2 separate regions of the Mus musculus genome follow, and region 2 is linked to region 1. Evidence: chromatin contacts called from public Hi-C data. All regions are on one chromosome and are shown on one strand. Each heading gives the region's core, a stretch centred on a gene start, on an enhancer-like site or on the middle of the called end of the contact. The rest is flanking DNA. Distances are from core to core; before and after follow the strand shown.

Evidence for each region. A called contact is a pair of places that touch in the nucleus more often than the background predicts.
Region 2: a contact with region 1 is called in a Hi-C map of the N1E-115 cell line, with 5 times the contacts expected there. The contact joins two enhancer-like sites. A contact is called at or near these places in 9 of 484 Hi-C or Micro-C datasets (the HL-1 cell line, the N1E-115 cell line, Sertoli cells and 6 more) and 2 of 115 datasets of contacts at active chromatin or transcription factors (both in embryonic stem cells).

What each region holds. Positions count from the first base shown.
Region 1 is chr15:38,168,229-38,171,583 of GRCm38.p6, reverse strand. No RefSeq gene overlaps it. Among named protein-coding and RNA genes, the nearest start is that of Gm35081, 26 kb to the right of the region's middle. Within about 2 kb of position 1,738, at least 32 of the 459 cell types and tissues checked have an H3K27ac peak or open chromatin away from gene starts, as enhancers often do. A contact at or near this core is called in the N1E-115 cell line, where this site is marked.
Region 2 is chr15:38,243,712-38,247,340 of GRCm38.p6, reverse strand. It overlaps the pseudogene Gm8705. Among named protein-coding and RNA genes, the nearest start is that of Odf1, 26 kb to the right of the region's middle. Within about 2 kb of position 2,325, at least 221 of the 459 cell types and tissues checked have an H3K27ac peak or open chromatin away from gene starts, as enhancers often do. A contact at or near this core is called in the N1E-115 cell line, where this site is marked.

The sequences.
Region 1 (3,355 bases), core at 489-2,988:
TACATATAGGATATGTTGAATCTGATTAATATAGATTTCCCTAGTAGTGTTTTTTTTTAAAGATTTATTTATTTATTATATGTAAGTATACTGTAGCTGTCTTCAGACATTCCAGAAGAGGGCATCAGATCTTGTTATGGATGGTTGTGAGCCACCATGTGGTTGCTGGGATTTGAACTCAGGACTTTTGGAAGAGCAGTCAGTGCTCTTAATCACTGAGTCCTCTCTCCAGCCCGTAATGATTCTTTAACCTGTAAGTCTTAGAGTTACCTGGAAAACATTTTAAAGGTATTCAGAGTCTGGGGATGTTGGCAGTTTCATTCCCAACATAGAATACACACACACACACACACACACACACACACACACATACACACACACACACATACACACACACTCATCTATATATAAAGTGTGGGGGGAAGACAGACAGACAGACAGAGACAGAGAGACACAGAGAGACGATGCATATGATCAGAGCACACAAGTGCATGTTTTGTTTAATATACAGATAACCCTTAGAAATCCATGAGAACTAGATTATTAGCCATATTTAACTGATAAACAGCCACGAGCTTAAATAACCCCTCACCCTTTAAACAACTTAAAGTTGTTTCTGTCCAGTAATTGCCAATGTAACAAAAAAACTAACAGAAAATGGGTGCCTTTTTTTTGTGTTTCACAATGTGGGATCATTATGGCTGCTCTGTGGATCAGAAGCCCTTAGAACTAGTTTGTGGCAGAAATCCAGAAGCCTTTGGAAAAGGAGGTGAGAGAAGCCTCAGAAAGCTCTACGTTTTGATGCTCAGTCAGAAGAACGTACTATCAATGGAAGTGTGTACAATGAAGATGGTTCTTCATGAGTTTTTAGGTAGAAAGTCAAATTGAGAATTAGACTCCATAGAGGATGTAGGTATGAGATTATGGCCAAGAACTTCGCCACATTTTTATCCCATCTTGAGCCTTTCATGGAGATTGGGTTTAGAGTTGGTGGACTAGGGAGGCTGAGTTGAAAACTGACGGGATAGTCAATCTGTCAGAGGAGAATTTAAGGCAACCCGGCATCCGGGTTGTGGTCTTCTGATCACCGGCCGTGTTGAGTCAGAGACATGAGATTCTCTTAAAAGGCAGGCAGAGCAGAAAGACCTGAAAGACTTATGAGGAAAGAAGTGTGCTGAGATTGAAGAAGAGAAGTCCTTTGCATTGGGGAGATAGGAGATGCCTTGATGGTTTCTCAGACCTGGCCAGGCTATGTGCATAGAGCTGGAATGTCAATGCTTTGCTTTGAAAGGAGAATTCTAGGGTGGCCTGCTCACATAGCGCTACACAGGAAAAATACTTCTCCCTGTTCACCAACCCAGACACTTGGGCCATTGCAACAATGGTCTGGGGGCTGGAGGGGGGGGGGGGATCTGGCCACCACTGGAGTTGGTAGCAGGCTTTAGGGCTGTTCGTGTGGTGCTGGTTTTTCAGCCACAGAATGTAAGAGCTATCGGATCATGGAGACTTCCACACTGATTGCAAAAGAAGGCCTGGGAATGCAGACTGTACATGACCACGTGTGAGTCTTTAAAGACAGCTCCCAGGAACGACGTGTGAAGCTGTAAGGGTGAAGCCCCAGGATGTTGAAAAGGCCAAGAGTGTGAGAAAGTCTGTCACCACAAGCCACAGACAGCAAACAGAGGCAGTCTGTGGCAGGCAGGCCGTGTGGATTGAGCCTGTCCAGACGCAGAGGCCAGCTGTTGACTCTGCTGGGGTCCCTTCTCAGCACCACATAAACAGGGCACCAGGCGCATAGCCGTAGGATTAGCGTCTGCCCTGCGGGCTTGCTTCAGCTCCACTTTCCTTTCCTTTCCTTTCTCTCCATTTTGGGATGACAAGTTTACTTTGTGCCACTGTGTCTTGAGAATGTGTAGTTTGGTTTTGATGTTACAGGGCTCACAGCTAAGAATTTGCCCTGAGTCCCAGAGGAGACTTGGACCGTTACTGGAACCATTAGGACTATGAGAACTCTTGGAGATGTACGGAATGCATTATGGGAAGGACATGGAATTCTCAGGGCCAGGATCATTATGGTTCAGGGAGAGATGTTTGGGTGTGAACTTGACAAAGCATTATGGTTAATCTGAATTATCAACTTCATTGGACTGAGAAATGCCTGGGGTGCGTAAAGCACGTTTCTGGGTGTCTGGAACGTTTCCACTGAAGGTTAGCTACAGGGTGATAGTCCACCCTGAATGTGTGGAGCACAGCCCGTAGGCTGGCCCCAAAGGAAGCAAAGCAAAGCAGAGAGCCTGTGGGTGCGGAAGTTTTCTTTTGGCTTTCTGACTGCTGGGGAGCGAGCTCTGCTCTGTCGAAAGATGGATTCCTCCCCATCATGATGGACAAACTAAAATACAACCTTTTCTACTCAGAGTCATTTGTCTGGCATTGGTCATGGCAAATATATATATATATATATATATATATAAATTAAAGAGACATACACCTGTAACCTTAACCCTTGGAAGGCAGAGGCAGGAGGATCAGGAGCTCAAGGCTACTCCGTGCTATATGAAATCCTGTCTGTAAAAAATGGAATAAAAAAAAGATGTCACAAGTTGATTAACCTAATAGGAGAAAGGAACAAAAGCAAGAATAGGCAGTTCACACACTCGTTTGCAAAAAAAAAAAAAAGTCACAGATGTGTGTGCCCACACATGCATGTGGACATGTGTGTGCATGTGTAAAACCTTTGCATTGTTTAAATTCACTTTTATCATAAGCATGTATTACTGGGCATGATGGTTTTTCAGGGCTGTTTCCAGGGCTCTATCCCCAAGCTAGACACCGAGCCCCATCTCACTTTATTAAACAACAGGTTCCTCCCTGGACAGACTGGATCTAAATCTCTGGGGATAGGAAGCAGGAATTTATGCTTCAGAAAATAAATGCAAGCAGCCTGCTTAGTACAGTACAGCTTGTAATTCCAGCATTCAGAAGGTCAAGGCAGAGGATTGCCCCAGGCTTGAGCTAGTCTGGCCTACATAGTATGTTCCAGGTAGCCAGGGCTAGAGAGTGAGACGTTGGCTCAAAACAAAATAACACACACTCCCCACCCCCAGAAAAACAAAATAAATGGGAGAGAGGGTGAGGCTGGAGGGATGACCCAGTCATGGGAACTTGCAGCCTATGAAGCTCCAGTTCCCAGGAACCCAACAGCATCCTCTGGGCCTCATGGGCACCAGCTGTGCAAACGGTACACAGACACACATGCAGTCAAAATACCAACACATATCAAATAATAAAATAAAAATTAACAAACACACAGCAACAAACAGGGCCTTGATGGGTGGCTCTGTGATTCCTGCTAGCC
Region 2 (3,629 bases), core at 1,076-3,575, 75 kb before region 1:
TTCCTGCTCTCGGAAGCCCTCTGCGTTCCCGCACAGTGGTGCCCCCTAGTGGCGGAGCCACTGCCTGCGCTATGACAGCTCCTTTACCCCTTTGGCAATGCTTTATCGGAATCAAAAATGTCCCCATTTTCCTTGGATCTCTCAGATCTTTCCGTTCACTGCTCGATGCATTCGGTTTATCTCGTCTTCAAAAACTAAAATATTCCGTGTGTCTTCATATCGAGCCAGGAATGGTGGTGGTTCATTTAAAAAAAATCAAAAAACAAAACAAACAAAAAAACTCGCCGGGCCGTGCTGGCGCACCCTTTTAATCCCAGCACTTGGGAGGCAGAGGCAGGCGGATTTCTGAGTTCGAGGCCAGCCTGGTCTACAGAGTGAGTTCCAGGACAGCCAGGACTACACAGAGAAACCCTGTCTCGAAAAAAATAAAATAAAATAAAATAAAAAAACAAAAAACTCTTCCTGTCTCTATGAGGGCCTGCCTGGACACAGGCAATCCGAGTCCTGTCTTACCTTTCCCCTCGCACCTCTCTGTCTTATACCACACTCTGCTTCTATGTGCAGGGAGAAGGTGATGATGGGTGATAGGTGGGCAGAAAAGGCCTTGCTTGAATCCTATGGTTCTGGCTTGCTTGGCAGACACACTACCTAACCCCTCTGGCCCCTGGTAGAAAGGAGGCACTCTCAGGCACTCTTGCCTGTTGGAAATGGGGCTGTTTGAAAGCAGCGCCATTCTCCTACAGTGCAGGCCCTCAGAGCATTCCCTGAAAGCTTCCTTGGCCTGCTGATGTGCTGACAAGGGAGTGTTTCAGATTGCCACTAGCCACTTCTACCAGAGTCCTCCTTGCATGAGGGCTATGGGCAGACGTGGTTCCTTGGTCTTTCAGCCACATGTGTGTCACCGCTCCAGCTTGAAACAAACAAACAAACAAAAAACAACAACAATGTCCTGGGGAATTCAGGTCCTTTTGCTTGAGTGGCAAATGCTTCATTGACTATGCCCCACCCTCTCAGAGTTTTACCAAGTTCTCTTCTGCTAGTCCCCCGCTTTATCCTAGGCTGTTGCTTACAGTCTTAGTTTTGTGTGATTATGAAATGAATTATACCTCACCCCATCTCACATATTCAAATCCAAACTCCTAATATTTCAAAATATAACTGGTTTTGAAGATAAGCTCTACCCCCACCCCACCCCTGCTCTTTGAGACAAGATCTCATGTAGCCCAGGTTGTCCTGGAATTCCCTGCCAAGCTGAGCCTGGCCTTGAATTATTTATTATTTTTTATTTAAAAAGTGTTTATTATTTTATGTATGTGGATGTTTTGCCTGCATACATTTCTGTGTAGCACCTATGTGTAATGGTCTGGGAGGCCAGAAGAAGGCACGAGATAACCTGGGACCAGAATTACAGAAAAGTAATTCATGTACTTTTAGCCTCTGCTTCTGTCCCAGACTCCCTCCCAAAACTAATGTCAAGTTGTCTTGTGGACTGCGGTCATCTAGAAATCCTCCTGAAGAGAATCTACTCCCAAGCTCACTCTGTGGCTGTCATTGGTGGCCCCTACTGATGGGTGGGTAGAGGTGATGTCAATTCCTCACCATTGAGTGTCTCCATGGGGCAATTCTTGGTGGGGTGGCTGACTTCACAGTGAGCAAGGAACGGATGGGCTCAGTGGAACACAGCCTTTAAAATTTTTATTCCTTATTTATTTTATGAGATGAGTATGGACTTGTGCATGCTGGGAAAATACTACCGAGCTACAGAACCAACCACAGCCCAATCTTCTTATAACCCAGCCATGACATTTGGGGTATTCCATTCAGTAGAGGCAAATCAAGAGGCTCAGCCTACACACGAGGGGAGGGAACTGCACACACACACCCATGCCCGTTCGTGCACACACAACTTTTAGACAACTCTGATCCCTGGGTGCTGGCCAGAGGGGCTCCCCAGCAGAGCAGTCTAGCATCCTTCTTAGGGGCTCCTTAGCTTGCTTAGCGCTAAGCTTAGTTTTGACATCTTCAATCAAAACAGAGGATTAAGAAGGAGCCTGTAACATTCCATTGCACTAGCAAGAGAGAAGAAAGAGTGTGGGCTCACAGCTTGACAGATTTGGCAGGGAAAAGATAACAGGATGTCTCAATGGCTCTGTTTTCCAGTGAACCAGGAATTGTGGTTGCTAGCTAGAATTGAGTCATCGAGGGTGTGGCAAAGATTGCAAACTGAAACACAAAGCCACATTTCCTGGGGTTCCTTTTCCAGTTTATAGAGTGGCCCGGCCAGGAACTACATTTCCCAGAATTCCTCAAACCTGGGGCACCACGTGAGTAGTTCTTGCCAATAGGGTAGGGGAGAAGCAAACCAAGGCATTTCCTAGGCAGGGAGCCTAGCAAGAGGCTTCTCTTTCTGAGCATAAAGCATTTCGAGACTCCAGGAAGGAGTCACAAGATTAAAAGGCACCTGGACCACAGAAAGACAACAATTAGGAAGACCTGCTCTGGGTTTGTGCATGAGCAAGGAACACGAATTATTTCTCAAGCCACTGAAAATATAGTTTGATGACGGCAACAGGTAGGGGTTACCATAACAATCCGACCTCATGGGCTCGAAACTTGACAAATAGCACACGACTGTCAATGAGTGGACACAGGGCAGCTGGTAGTGGGCCCGGCCTGAAGAGTCTCCCTGACCTTGGCAGGACACTGGATGGTGGTGACCCATTATATAGTTCCATTGCCCGGGTTGGGCAGAGCTGCCTAACTGTGACCCCAGAATCTTAATACGACCCCAAGAGAAAGGTACCCTGAAAATGGCTGAAATCGTTCTTACTGCCACACTCTCACAACTGGGTTTGAAATAAATGACTGTGGCTCGGTAGGAATGCCGACAGCAGCATTTATTTGTACTTGTTGAAGATTACGCTAGTCTCCAACTCTCCACCCTGACAAGTCAATAGGATGTTAGTCTCAGAATTAAGGGTGCTGCGAGTTTCTTCCTGCTGTGAACATCGGGGGTGGGGGTGGGGTGGGGGTGGGGGTGGGGTGGGGGTGGGGGGGACTGGCCTCTGCCTCCCGGCCACCTCCCTCACTCCATGGCCCTGAAGCAGTAATCTGCGATCCTGCCTCAGCCCAAGAAACCCATACTGGCTGCTGCCCCGAAGCTGAAGGACAAGTCGGCCTCTCCCGGCCTGCCAAAAGGAGAAAAGGAACAGCAAGAAGCAACTGAACGTATTGATGAAGTACAAAATAAAATAGACAGACTTAATGAACAAGCCAGCGAGGGAATGTTGAAAGTAGAACAAAAATATAACAAACTCCGCCAACCATTTTTTCAGAAGAGGTCAGAATGGATCTCCAAAATCTCAAATTTTTGGTAACAACATTCGTCAACCATCCACAAGTGTCTGCACCGCTTGGGGAGGAGGACGAGGAGGAGGACGAGGAGGAGGACGAGGAGGAGGACGAGGAGGAGGACGAGGAGGAGGACGAGGAGGAGGACGAGGAGGCTCTGCATTATTTGACCAGAGTTGAAGTGACAGAATTTGAAGACATTAAATCAGGTTACAGAATAGATTTTTATTTTGATGAAAATCCTTACTCTGAAAACAAGGTTCTCTCCAAAGAATTTC